2 separate regions of the Oryctolagus cuniculus genome follow, and region 2 is linked to region 1. A link is a contact called in public Micro-C data. All regions are on one chromosome and are shown on one strand. The core of a region is the stretch at or near the end of the contact, and the rest is flanking DNA. Distances in the headings are between cores, read along the strand shown.

Region 1 (5,960 bases), core at 982-3,481:
TGGGAGACCTAGACTGGACAATGGACTCCACCGTAGCCTAGCCCATCCCTGGCAGTTGCAGGCATTGGGAAGTGAACCAGAAGACAGGAGATCACTCTCTGTCCATCTGTCTCTATTTCTCTTTCTGCCTCTCTGCCTTGCAAATAAAATAAAAATAAATAAATGAAAGTTAAAAAAAAGTAATGTTAGCATATGTGTGTTTATACACACAGAGCTCCTAATACAAATTTACCAGTGTTTGAACTGGCTTTTCAGATCCGCACTGAACCAGCCACTTACCGACCTGGTCTTTCTTATGGCCAACACGTTCATGACAATTCTATGAGATTAAGTACATAAAAACGGCCATGAAAGATGAAACTCACTGACTCACACAATCCTGACCTCGCTGAGCCTTTTCCCAAAAGCGCAGAACAATGAGTCACTACTGTACGTGATGACTACAATTAATAACAATATATTGTACATTTTAATATTGCAAAGACAGATTTGAAGAGCTCTCATCCCCAAAAAATGATGCTTGTGAGGTAATCCATGTTAGTTTGATTTAGCCATTCTACAATGCAATATATGTATGCAAAGTATTTCACTTGTCAATTTAAAAAACCAACAATTTACTAAATGTTTTTCCCTTCTTCCTCAACTTGTTCTTCCTTTTTCCACCTCCCAGTCTCTGGTATTCTCAATCTGAATTCCACCTACCCTTCAAAATTCAATTTAAATCCCACCTTGTCTGTCATACCTTCCCTACCCACACCAACACCACCATACGCCTGATTTTTTTAAATTTATTTATTTCAAAGGCAGAGTGACAGAGGAAGAAATGGAGAAAGAGAAATCTTCCATCTGCTGGTTTACTCCCAACATGGCTGCAATAGCCAGCGAAGGGCCAGGCTGAAGCTAAAACTTCCATCCTGATCTCCTTCATGGGTGGCTGGGAACCAAGCACTTGGAACATCTTCCACTGTCTTCCCAGACACATTATCAGGAAGCCTCCTAAGAAGAGGTGCAGAAGGGTCTTGAACTGTGTGCTGGGGCAGGCGGTGGCTTAACCTGCTGCACCACAATGCCAGCCGCCTCTCTGAATTCTAAAGTGCATCCTCATCCACTTTACAGTCATGCTCCATGTAACAACGTTTTAGTCAACAGTGGATCATATATGCAATGGTGGCTCCATTATCGTACCACCTAGTGACACAGTGGTCTTAGTTGGTTAAGTATATACTCTGATGTTCACACAAAAACAAAAATCGCCTGATAGTACAGTTCTTGTTTCTTGGAACATATTCCTGTAGATTAGGGGAATACATGACTACATTGTTACCTTTTTCCATGTCTGCCTTGTCTTCCCAAAGAAACTGTGAGATCCTTAAGGGCAAGAACTACATATTCTGGGGCTAGTGCTATGGCACAGTGGGCTAAGCTGCAGCCTGCAGTGCTGACAATCCATATAGGCCCCTGTTTGAGACCTGGCTGCTGAACTTCCAATCAGCTCTCTGCTAATGTGCCTGGGAAAGCAGCTGAAGATGGCCCAAAGCCCTGGGACCCTCCCCTCGTGGGAGACACAGAAGAAGCTCCTAGCTCCTGGCTTTGGCCTGGGCCAGCCCTGGTCATTGCAGCCATCTGGGGCATGAACCAGTGGATGGAAGACCCCTCTCTCTACCTCTGTCTCTCCTCTCTCTGTAACTCTACCTTTCAAATAAATAAAAGAGCATGGCACTAGTCTGCAATCATAAACCTGATAAACAGCAGGACAAACATTATTTAAAAAACTACATATTCTCCCATGTCACCCAGGACATCCAGCAGAAAACACTGCACATGAGTAGGAAGCACATTCAACTGTGTCTCAATTTACAATTCACGCACAACAAATAATAAATCAGACTAAAAACCCCAAGAACTTCTCCAGGCAGCTAAGAATAAGAAAAACATCTATAAAACCTTTCATATTATCCCTTTGAAGTTAGGACTTTAGATGATAAGGGAAAAAAAAGATAATAAGTTGTGGAAACTGAAACCAAGTCTTCTCCCTCTTGAAGGCAAAATAATGAACAGCGACTTAAAGATCCGAAGAGCAAAGGGCGCAGTCAGCGACCTGTCGCCAGTCACACACACCAGGGCTGCGTTCCAAACTGCCTCTCTGTAGTTAGAGAATTCTGGAGGCTCTGATGTCTGTTGGAAAAGCACAAGGCACCTGCTCTTCCCAACGGTGAAATATGCCAAAACGCACATAAACACACACCAAAATCAGCAGGCAAAGCCAGGAGCACTGAGATGAAACTATGATCGTGCAGTGGGAGCAAATAGAGAAACCAGAAAATGCCATCAAAACACAACTTGTCAGGTGAAAAGGCTCTCAAATACCCGGTAAGTGTTGACTCACTGGACTCCATTGTGTTTCTAAGAAATAAGAGATGGGGACACACACTTCAGTGGGGCTTCTAGACTGCATGAGACACTGTAATACACAGGGAAGCTGTTCTGCAGCCACTGTCTAAAGACTAATTATTTAAAGACAGCCAGCCAAAGGTAGGATTAACATTCACCCTGCTGGGGCTCCCCACAGGAGCTAAAACCCAACCCAAAGCAGCTTCTGGGTTTGGGGCCCCAGGCGCTGGTGGAAGTGTTTTCTTTACATACCACAGCACTACCTCTCTAGGGGCTAAGAGACAGTCTGGCAGAAACTGGTTTAAAAAAAAAAAACAAACCACCAATCTGATGTAAGAGGAAGCGGTCCCCAACATCTGTCCTGGATCTTCTTCTTGAGTGACGGGGGTGGGGGGTGGTCGGTAAGGGAGGCGGCACTGAAGACACCCGCAAGCGGACAACCCACATAAACTAAGTTCCAACAGCTTCCTGCCTGCTTCCCAAAGCCCTCGCCTCCGACAGTCAGAGGAGCGCCGGGCACTCTGCAAGTCATCAGGACACCGCTGTTTTCACTTTCACATGAACCCCAGGAGAAGGGCAAAACCCCCTCTCCCCAGTTACCTCCCACCCCTGGCTCGTCCCTAGAGACCACCGAACAGGGACAAGCCTCAGCAATCCGCTATGTTTCTCCAGCGAGGCGGGGGAAGCGGGAAGATCTGGCGAAAAGTGGGAAAGGGAATCGGAGGAAGGCGAGGAGCAGCAGAGGAAAGAGTACTGGGGGAGGGGAGGTCACGGCGAGGAGCGGACAAGGTGAAGAGGGCGAGAAGATTCAGGGGAAAGTTGTCAGAGGAGAACTTGCTGAGCAAGACAAAAAGATGGAGGGGACACAGGCCAAGCGCAGAGAGGCAGCGAGGGGCAGGTGAAGCAGTCTAGCCGGGAACAAGGGCTGGGCTGGAAGAAGGGAGCCAGGGCCGTGACGCTGCAGGGTAGGGGCCAGGCACCGGGGACAGTGGACGGCAGGTACTCGGGTGACCGATGTCAGGGGAGTCAGGTGGATACGAGAGGCTTAAGACCCAATTCCGGGACATCGGGGCCAGGCATCTAAGCAGGAGCCAGACGCAAAGGAAACGGGGCTCTTACCGGTAGTTTGGGGCTGACCTCGCCCTTGCAAAAGTGGCAGAAAAACCGGTGCGCGGCTACGGCGGCGCCCGCGTCCGCACCGGCCGCCGAAGCCTCCGCCATTTTTCTCCTCCGCCGCGGCTGTCCGACAGGGCGAGCGGTCTGTCCCTCACCAGGCCGCTACGTCCCGGGCTGCGGTCGCCGCCGCAGCCGCCACCGCCACCACCGCCTCAGCGCGGCCCGCCGCTCCACAGCACAGCCCGCCTCGGTCACGTGAGCCCGCCGGGCCCAGCGAGGCGGCGGCGCGGACGGCGAACCCGCGGCCCGCCCCCGGCACGGAAGAGCGCAGGAAGGCGCGTCCGCACCCCGCGGCCCGCCCGCCCGCCGGCTGCTCAGACAGCCCCCGGCCGGTCCTCCGACCTTCCAGCGAGAAGAGAGAGAAAGAGCGTCCCGGAAACCACCGACACTCTGGGGTAGAGCGGCGCACGTTTTTCGCCCTCTCGGCGTCCTGCCCCTGCGGCCATCCTCTTCCGAGAGAGGGCCGTGGGCTCCCCCTCTGCCCTGGCGGCTCGCGGGTGCCGCAGGAAGCCGACGTGGGGACCTCGGCGGCGTTTGGTTTGCAGCCCCTGGCTTGGTTGACCCTGAGGTTAGTGGAAAATGCTGTCTGAACCAGCGGGCTTGGATCTGAACAGAGAGACCAGGACCGGAAGGGGAGCCTGCGTGAAGGGAGTGCAGGAGCGGGAGCCAAGCGTCTTGTAAATCCCGTCCAGGGCTGGCGCAGAGTCAGGGCAAGTGAATGGGTGAACTAGGTCTCGGGTGATCCTGAGGCCGGGGCACAAAGACGTGGCTTCCAAGGAGTTGGGAGAAATAAATGAACAGTGGTAGCAGCAGTGGTAAGAAAGAAATCATAAAGCCAACTGCGTCCGTTTCTGTTTGTGTCGCCTTTGTCAGAATTAAATTCTGCCCTACCCACAATGTAACTTCATCTCCTGTGCTGAACACGCTGTGTAGAAGCTCTCCTTTATCTCCCGATTTCTTTTTCTCAGTTGTCTTTTCCTTTATGGACTGGGAATGGCGCTGCCTGTTCACTCTCAGTGGGCTGTGACAGTGACTTTAATGCTTCCACAATGAAGTGTAGAATCTAGGGTCTGTGACAGACTGCAAGATCAATACGCAGTCTTTTCAGAAAAACACGGTGACTCGTAATCCCATAAAGTTGATGTATAGTCTTTCAGTCTTTTTCCTATGCATAGTTTAAAAAAAAAACTAACAAGAATTACTCTACATTTTCCTTTGCAACTGCTTCCGTCATGTAATATGAACATTTTTCTAATATATATTGTTCTAAATAATTTTATATATTGGAAGAATATTCCTTTGTATGGGCATGGCATAATTTATAAGACAGTAGGTTTTTTCCAGTGTATCAGCATTATAAGGAAAATAGTGACATCTTTTAATTATGTCTTTGGAACATAATGTCCAAAGTGAAATTGTTATGCAAGACTTTAAGACTTTTGATGTGTATTGTCCCAGTGTTTCCCAGAAAAGATACATAAATTTATAATAAGCAGTTCTACTCCAAACATGAAAAGGAAACTATATTATATATTTTTGTTTTTCCTAGCTCTGAGACTCCCCAGGACAATGACTCAAGCTGAAATTAAACTCTGTTCTTTGCTACTGCAAGAGCATTTTGGAGAGATTGTAGAAAAAATTGGAGTCCACCTAATCAGAACTGGCAGCCAGCCGCTAAGAGTAATTGTCCATGACACGGGAACATCACCGGATCAGGTATGTTTAGGTGACATTAATTTGCTCTCTTTCACCTGCCTTTGAATGGTGTTCCTCCCTACCCTAGAAAATGAAGGCAGAAAGCCTGCCCTAGGATCAGAACAGTGTTGCTTGAGGGGAAAGAGGATGAAACTTAGGTCCCAGGGTTTTGTTTCTCAAAGTGTTCCTAATTCATCAAGGCTTCTTAAACAAATCTTGGAGCTGGTGCTGTGGCACAGTAGGTTAATCCTCTGCCTGTGGCACCAGCATCCCATATGGGTGCTGGTTCTAGCCCCAGCTGCTCCTCTTCCAATCCAGCTGCCTTCTATGGCCTGGGAAAGCAGTAGAAGGCCCAAGTCCTTGGGCCCCTGCACTCGTGTAGGAGACCTGGAAGAAGTTCCTGGCTCTGGTCCAGCTCCAGCTGTTTGGACCACCTAGCAAATGGAAAACCTCTCTCTCTCTGCCTCTCTGTAACTCTTTCAAATAAAATAAATAAATAAATCTTGAGGCCAGTGCTGTGGCGCAGTAGGTTAATCCTCTGCCTGTGGCACCAGCATCCCATATGGGCTCCAATTTGAGTCCCAGCTGCTCTTCTTCCAGGCCAGCTCTCTGCTATGGCCTGGAAAAGCAGTAGAAGATGGCCCAAGTGCTTGGGCCCCTGCACCTGCACAGGAAACCGGGAAGAAGCTTCTGACTCT
Region 2 (5,960 bases), core at 1,095-3,594, 92 kb before region 1:
AGTGAGTACAGCGGCCTCTACTCATGGGGGAGCCAATGGCTGCCAACCGGGGCAACAGGTCTGTGGCCAAGACGAAAGAGGCCAGAGACATTCTTGGTCTGCAGGTGGGTTCTGGACAATGCAGCTCCCCAACAAAGGCCGATGAGGACATCAAACACTTGTAGCTCAGGCCCCCGAGCTCCATTGATCAGTCTTCCCGTTACAAAGCCAGAAAATCGGAGCTGCCAATCATTTGCCATTATGCTCTCGCATGTAACGAGAACCTGATGCCGGCTTTTGCCTGCCCTTGGCATTCTAATTCCATGTGACTTCGGCATTCCTCAAATCAGGAGCTGCCTCTACGTGAGTGCCACCAGAAGACAAGCTCGAAACGCAGGGACTTTCGTCTTGTTTGACCCAGTAAAGACAGGACCAGCTGTACAGTAGGCTCTCGTTAAAGAACTTGTGAGTTGGATGCTTTACACAGGCAAATCTTTTTTTTTTTTTTTTCTACAGGCAGAGTGGACAGTGAGAGAGAGACAGAGAGAAAGGTCTTCCTTTGCCCTTGGTTCACCCTCCAATGGCCACCGCAGCCAGCGCGCTGCAGCCGGCACACCACACTGATCCGATGGCAGGAGCCAGGTACTTATCCTGGTCTCCCATGGGGTGCAGGGCCCAAGTACTTGGGTCATCCTCCACTGCACTCCCGGGCCATAGCAGTAAGCTGGCCTACACAGGCAATTCTAACCTCAGACAACTCTTCTAAGCAAGTACCCCCTTACTCACCACGAAACGGGCACGTAGCAGCGGAAATGCTGCCCTTCGCGGGAATACGGGTCCTTCCCGTTCCGACAGCTTAGCTCCCTGTGACTCACTCTGTATGCACAGCCCCTCTCCCTCCCCCTTCACTCCCTCCCATTTCCAGAAACAGAACAGCAAAATGACCCCTTCACTGTAATCCTCAGAACAAAGCAGAGCCCTTGTCTGGACCTGTCAAAGGTAAAAGGGTTCCACCTTTCCTTGGGAAACGCGAATGTCAAGCAGTCTGACCCTTTAGGCTTGATTCCTTTCTGTTGAATCTACACTCCCTTAGGCTGTTGTTTGCAGGACATCTTAGTTGTCCATGTATAATGAGAACTGCAACAGAGGGGAGGAGGCCGTCCGGCCACACAACCTGCTACCCGGCACCGCGTCTGACTCCCAAGCAATCCTACGGCCGCATACGCATATACATCTGAGCTTTTTTCTTTTTCAGGCAGGTGAAAAGAATGGAGTTCTGACTCCACCTATTTGTTTTCCCCGCTATTCAAGCAGAGTAAGAAGAACCCGAGCTACCTATCTGATTACACAGTTCTCAGGAGCCTCCTTTCTGTCTTCCTCCTCGAGGCTTTTAGTCAAACCACGCAAGAGGCAGTGTGAGGAAAAAAAGTCCACGTTTTCTCAGGCCCAGAGAGACCACACGAGTCAGGTTATCATGGTTTCATGTGAGAAAATCGAAGGCGTCCCCTGGATCTCTGTGCTGCCCCCGGCTCATGAAAGCGGGGTCCATCCACCAGCTTTGCCCTGCCGCTGTGCCAACCACACAGGGCCACAGGTGGAAAACCGACCTCCCACTTTTTGAGTGGCACCTATTTCTTCTTTGTCCCACCTTACAGCAAGGAGGTGTCCGAGGCTGGCTCCCGCCCCACTCCCTTCAGGGTTAGAATCGCCCAAGACTACAGCCCAGGCTTGGGCCATCGGAGCCAACACACATCACCTGCTCCTACCTTCCTCTCCCATGTCTCCTTTACTCACGCTAGCCTCTCACACACCAGCCCTGGACAGGGCAGCTCCATACCACATCAGGGATTTTATTGCTTTCCAAGTTGTGAAGCCGTAACCCAAGCTTTTCTTTTTCTTTCCAGTTTTGTAAGCCTTGAGTCAAAAAGAAACTTTAAAACAAGCTAGAGCCAAGATAAATATGCCTCTGTTTAACTTGGAGACTCCTCTACGGCAACACGCCCAGAAAAGGAAGAGGAGACGTGGGCACACCAAGTGGGGTAACCCCCCCCCCCGGCCTCCGCGACCACGCAGGCGCACCCCGCCGTCCACACCCCAGCACGCACGCGCTTCTCAACAAATTCCGATTGTTTTCTGTACTGCGCCGCTTTGCCTCCTCCCCAGCCGCTTGCCAACAAAGCCAAGTCAAACAAAACGAGAACACCAATTTGTGTATTTTAGTTTTTGGAAGACATTTTTATTTAACCCTGTATAGGAAAAGAGAGAGGAAACAAGCAAAGCCAGGGAGGAGAGTAGTGGAAGAGAGCCGGCGCCGGCCACTGACTTGGTGTGAGACCTCGGGGTTCAGCAGTACCCACACAGCACCCACACAGCACCGATGGAGGAAGATCCGCGCGGAACAGGTGGCCCCAGCTTTTAACTGCTTCAACTGAGGACGCCCCAGCTTTCTCTGATCATTTGTCTTTGTTTAAATAAATGCCCACAGCAGTATCTGCAGCCTTTTATCGTCCCTCCTGAACTCACAAACCCTCCTGTCTTTGGATAGAGGACCTCCTGTGATAGTGAGATAGAGGAGGGGCCACATTCACACTGGAGACCAAGGTATTAATAAGAGAGGGCGATTTAGGCGCAGTTAAGTGGCAAGCCATCAAAAGACCTCTTCCCAGTGCTGCTTGGCCAGGATTCAGTGGGGGAGCTGGGGCTGTGGGAACCAGCAGAGAGAAGGCTGGGACAGCTGGGATTCAGTTTGGCTTGCAACCTACCAGCTCTATGTCCTTGGGAAAGTGAAGTTTTCAGATGCCACTTCTGCTTATCTATCAGTGAGAGAGGCTGTCACCTCCTGTTTTCTGTGTCCACGGGACGGTTCTGAGGGTCAAATGAGATTCTGGGTCTAGGACCCAGAGCCACGTGAATTTGGACCTCTGGGTCTCCAAAGCTGTCTGCTGTTTCACATTCCCTTCAACCTTTCTCTACCTGTTATGAACGTTAGATTGTTTCTAACTAAATTACACTCCCATGGGTAGAGATGTCTTTTGCATTTTACTTTCCAGTCTTCTGAAACTACTGAACATTACACTATCATTGGAAGTCTGCCAAAGAAGACAGATCCAACTACATGAGAGGTTTCACCCATTGGATATACTAATCATAGTCTACATAGAAAAACCTGCAGAAAGGACGCACGAGCTAGGATACATCTAAATGTCATTTAGCGGCAAAAATAAAGTTGGTATAAAGTATTATGAGTTAGATAGGCATAAATCTTTTTTTTAAAAAGAGGGCTGGAAATGTGGCGTGGAGGGTTAAGCTGCCGGCGGTGAGGCTGGCATCCCACAGGGCTGATCCAGCTCCCTGCTCATGCACTTGGGAAGGAAGCAGAGGACAGCCCAAGTGCTTGGGCCCCTGTCACCCACCTGGGCGATCTGGACGTACTTCGGGCTCCTGGCTTCAGCCAGCCCAGCCCCAGATCTTTCTCTAACTTTGCCTTTCAAATAAATAAATAATAATAATAAAAGAAAATAGAATTGAACAGGGGCCAGTGTTGTGGTGCAGTGGGTTAAGCTTCCCCCTGCAAGTCCCAGCTCCCTGCTAGTGTGCCTGGAAAAGCAGTGGAAAATGGCTCAAGTATGGGTGTCTCTGGCACCGAAGTTGGAGACCTGGATGGAGTTTCTGGCTCCTGGCTTGGGCCTGGCCCAGCCCCTGCCATTGTGGCCATTTGGGGACTGAATCAGCAGACTGAAGAATAATTCATCTCCACCCCAAACCCCTACCCTTCTCGTAACTCCTTCAAATAAATAAATACATCTTTAAAAAAATTTGAAAAAAAAAAAAAAGTTTAACGCCTGTAATTCCACTTGTCTGTGGCAGGTATGAGAGACCAAAACTTTAGAACATCATCTGTATCAGACAAGCATGCTATTTCAAACACTGGGAGCAATCCTATGGCTCCCAGCTGGAGGGCTAAAACACTGACGTTCCCACAAGCTAGGATTCATCCCACAGGCGAAGCTTACATCACCTTTCCCCAGCTCCCTGCATCAGAACGCACTAGATTCACTTTGGACGCTCTCAGTAAGAGCTCTGAGGGGCTGGTGCTGTGGCATAGCGGGTAAAGCCAGCATATGGGCACCAGCTCGAGTCCTGGCTGCTCCACTTCCGATCCAGCTCCCTGCTAATGTGCCTGGGAAAGCAGTGGAAGATGGACCAAGCACCTGGGTCCCTGCACCCACACGGAGGACCCGGATGAAGTTCCTGGCCTAGCCCTAGCTGTTGCAGCCATCTGGGGAAGTGAACCAGTGAATGGAAGACATCTATCTTTTCTTCTCTAACTCTGCCTTCCAAATAAATACATCTAAAAAGAAAGAACTCTGCTGCTGCCCTCCCAAATTCCCAAGGGATATTCTTGTACACAGCACTTACTGCCCCACATCTCTAGCGCAGAGGTTCTTCCCTAACAAAGTATCTGTCTGAACACCAGTCTGCTCCTTCCCTTCCTAAAATCTCCCCTCCTCAGGCATCAGCAGCCTGCCCTGACCAAGCTGCCTCCGGAACCAAGCGTGAGGTAACCCCACCCTCTAACGCCCCCAAGGCTGCTCAGCTGTCATTTAGAGGAGACACAGACCACGCCTCTCTGCTGAGTCACTTTGCTAAGACTAGTATATTTAATATGTGTACTTGAGAGAACAAAATGGCTGGCACCTGGAAATCAGGAAGAAGCTGAAGCATGCAGGTCACAAGGATTCAATTTTGTATCAACCAATTTGAAAAGGGGCAGGCACTGTGGCCTGGTCTCTGGCTCCCGGCTTTGGCCTGGATCAGATCTGGCTGTTGCAGCCATTTGGGGAGTGAACCAGAGGATGGAGGATCTGTCTCTATCCCTCCATTGCTATGCCTTTCAAATAAATAAATAAAGTTTTTAAAAAGAAATAAAAAAAAACCCACAATAGCTAACTGTGTTTGAGTTCAACTGCTATAATTTAGAAGGAAAATACAACCTTTCCTTAAACTCATTTATTCTTCTTCTTTTTTTTTTTTAAGATTTATTTTATTTATTTGAAAGAGTTAGAGAGAGGTAGAGACAGAGAAGGAGGTCTTCCATTCTCTGGTTCACTCCCCAGTTGGCTGCAACGGCTGGAGCCAAGCTGATCTGAAGCCAGGAGCCAGGAGCTTCTTCCAGGTCTCCCACTTGGGTGCAGGGGCCCAAGGACTTGGGCCACCCTCTACTGCTTTCCCAGGCCATAGCAGAGAGCTGGATCAGAAGAGGAGCAGCCAGGACTAGAACCGGCACCCATATGGGATGCTGGCACTTCAGGCCACGGCACTGGCCCCAACTAGTTTATTCTTAATCCTCCAAAATGACTAGATTTCTACCTCCCATGAGGATCTCTTCACCATGGACAACAGAACAGAGCACTGGCCTGAGCCAACAGGCCCCAGCACGGGGAACTCCGAGAAACACAGGTCCTGAAGCCACGTACAGGAGAATCCGACTGGGAGGCTCCAGCCCTCCTCTGGGCCCCTGCTCACTTAATCTTGGTGTCCACCAATACCTCTTCTTCCTCCAGTGTGAGATGTGCACGTGTACTGCCTGTAACCTACAAATACAACATACACACACACACACACATACACGTGCATGTGCAACATAAAGACATAAGCAAGGAATATTTTTCTTAATAATTTTTTTTTTTTTTTTTTTTTTTTGGACAGGCATAGTGGACAGTGAGAGAGACAGAGAAAGGTCTTCCTTTTTCCGTTGGCTCACTCCCACAATGGCCACTGCGGCCGGCGCACCACACTAATCCGAAGCCAGGAGCCAGGCGCTTCTCCTGGTCTCCCATGGGGTGCAGGGCCCAAGCACTTGGGCCATCCTCCACTGCACTCCCGGGCCACAGCAGAGAGCTGGACTGGAAGAGGAGCAGCCGGGACAGAATCTGGCGCCTTGACCGGGACTAGAACCCGGTGTGCCAGTGCTGCAGGCG

What was found. Hi-C and Micro-C count contacts between places; a contact is called where the count stands out from the background.
Region 2: a Micro-C map of ear pinna shows a contact between it and region 1, with 3 times the contacts expected there. The contact joins the enhancer-like site here to the promoter of POLR3C in region 1. A contact is called at or near these places in 2 of 6 Hi-C or Micro-C datasets (ear pinna and liver).

The regions. Positions count from the first base shown.
Region 1 is chr7:49,062,111-49,068,070 of mOryCun1.1, reverse strand. It overlaps POLR3C (RNA polymerase III subunit C), which reads left to right and starts at 2,231. Exons shown (of 15, transcript XM_008264551.4): 1 at 2,231-2,370; 2 at 5,117-5,283. The coding sequence starts at 5,137. It overlaps RNF115 (ring finger protein 115), which reads right to left and starts at 3,782. Exons shown (of 10, transcript XM_008264550.4): 1 at 3,511-3,782.
Region 2 is chr7:49,153,740-49,159,699 of mOryCun1.1, reverse strand. No RefSeq gene overlaps it. Among named protein-coding and RNA genes, the nearest start is that of PDZK1, 38 kb to the left of the region's middle. Within about 2 kb of position 2,344, at least 1 of the 8 cell types and tissues checked has an H3K27ac peak or open chromatin away from gene starts, as enhancers often do. A contact at or near this core is called in ear pinna, where this site is marked.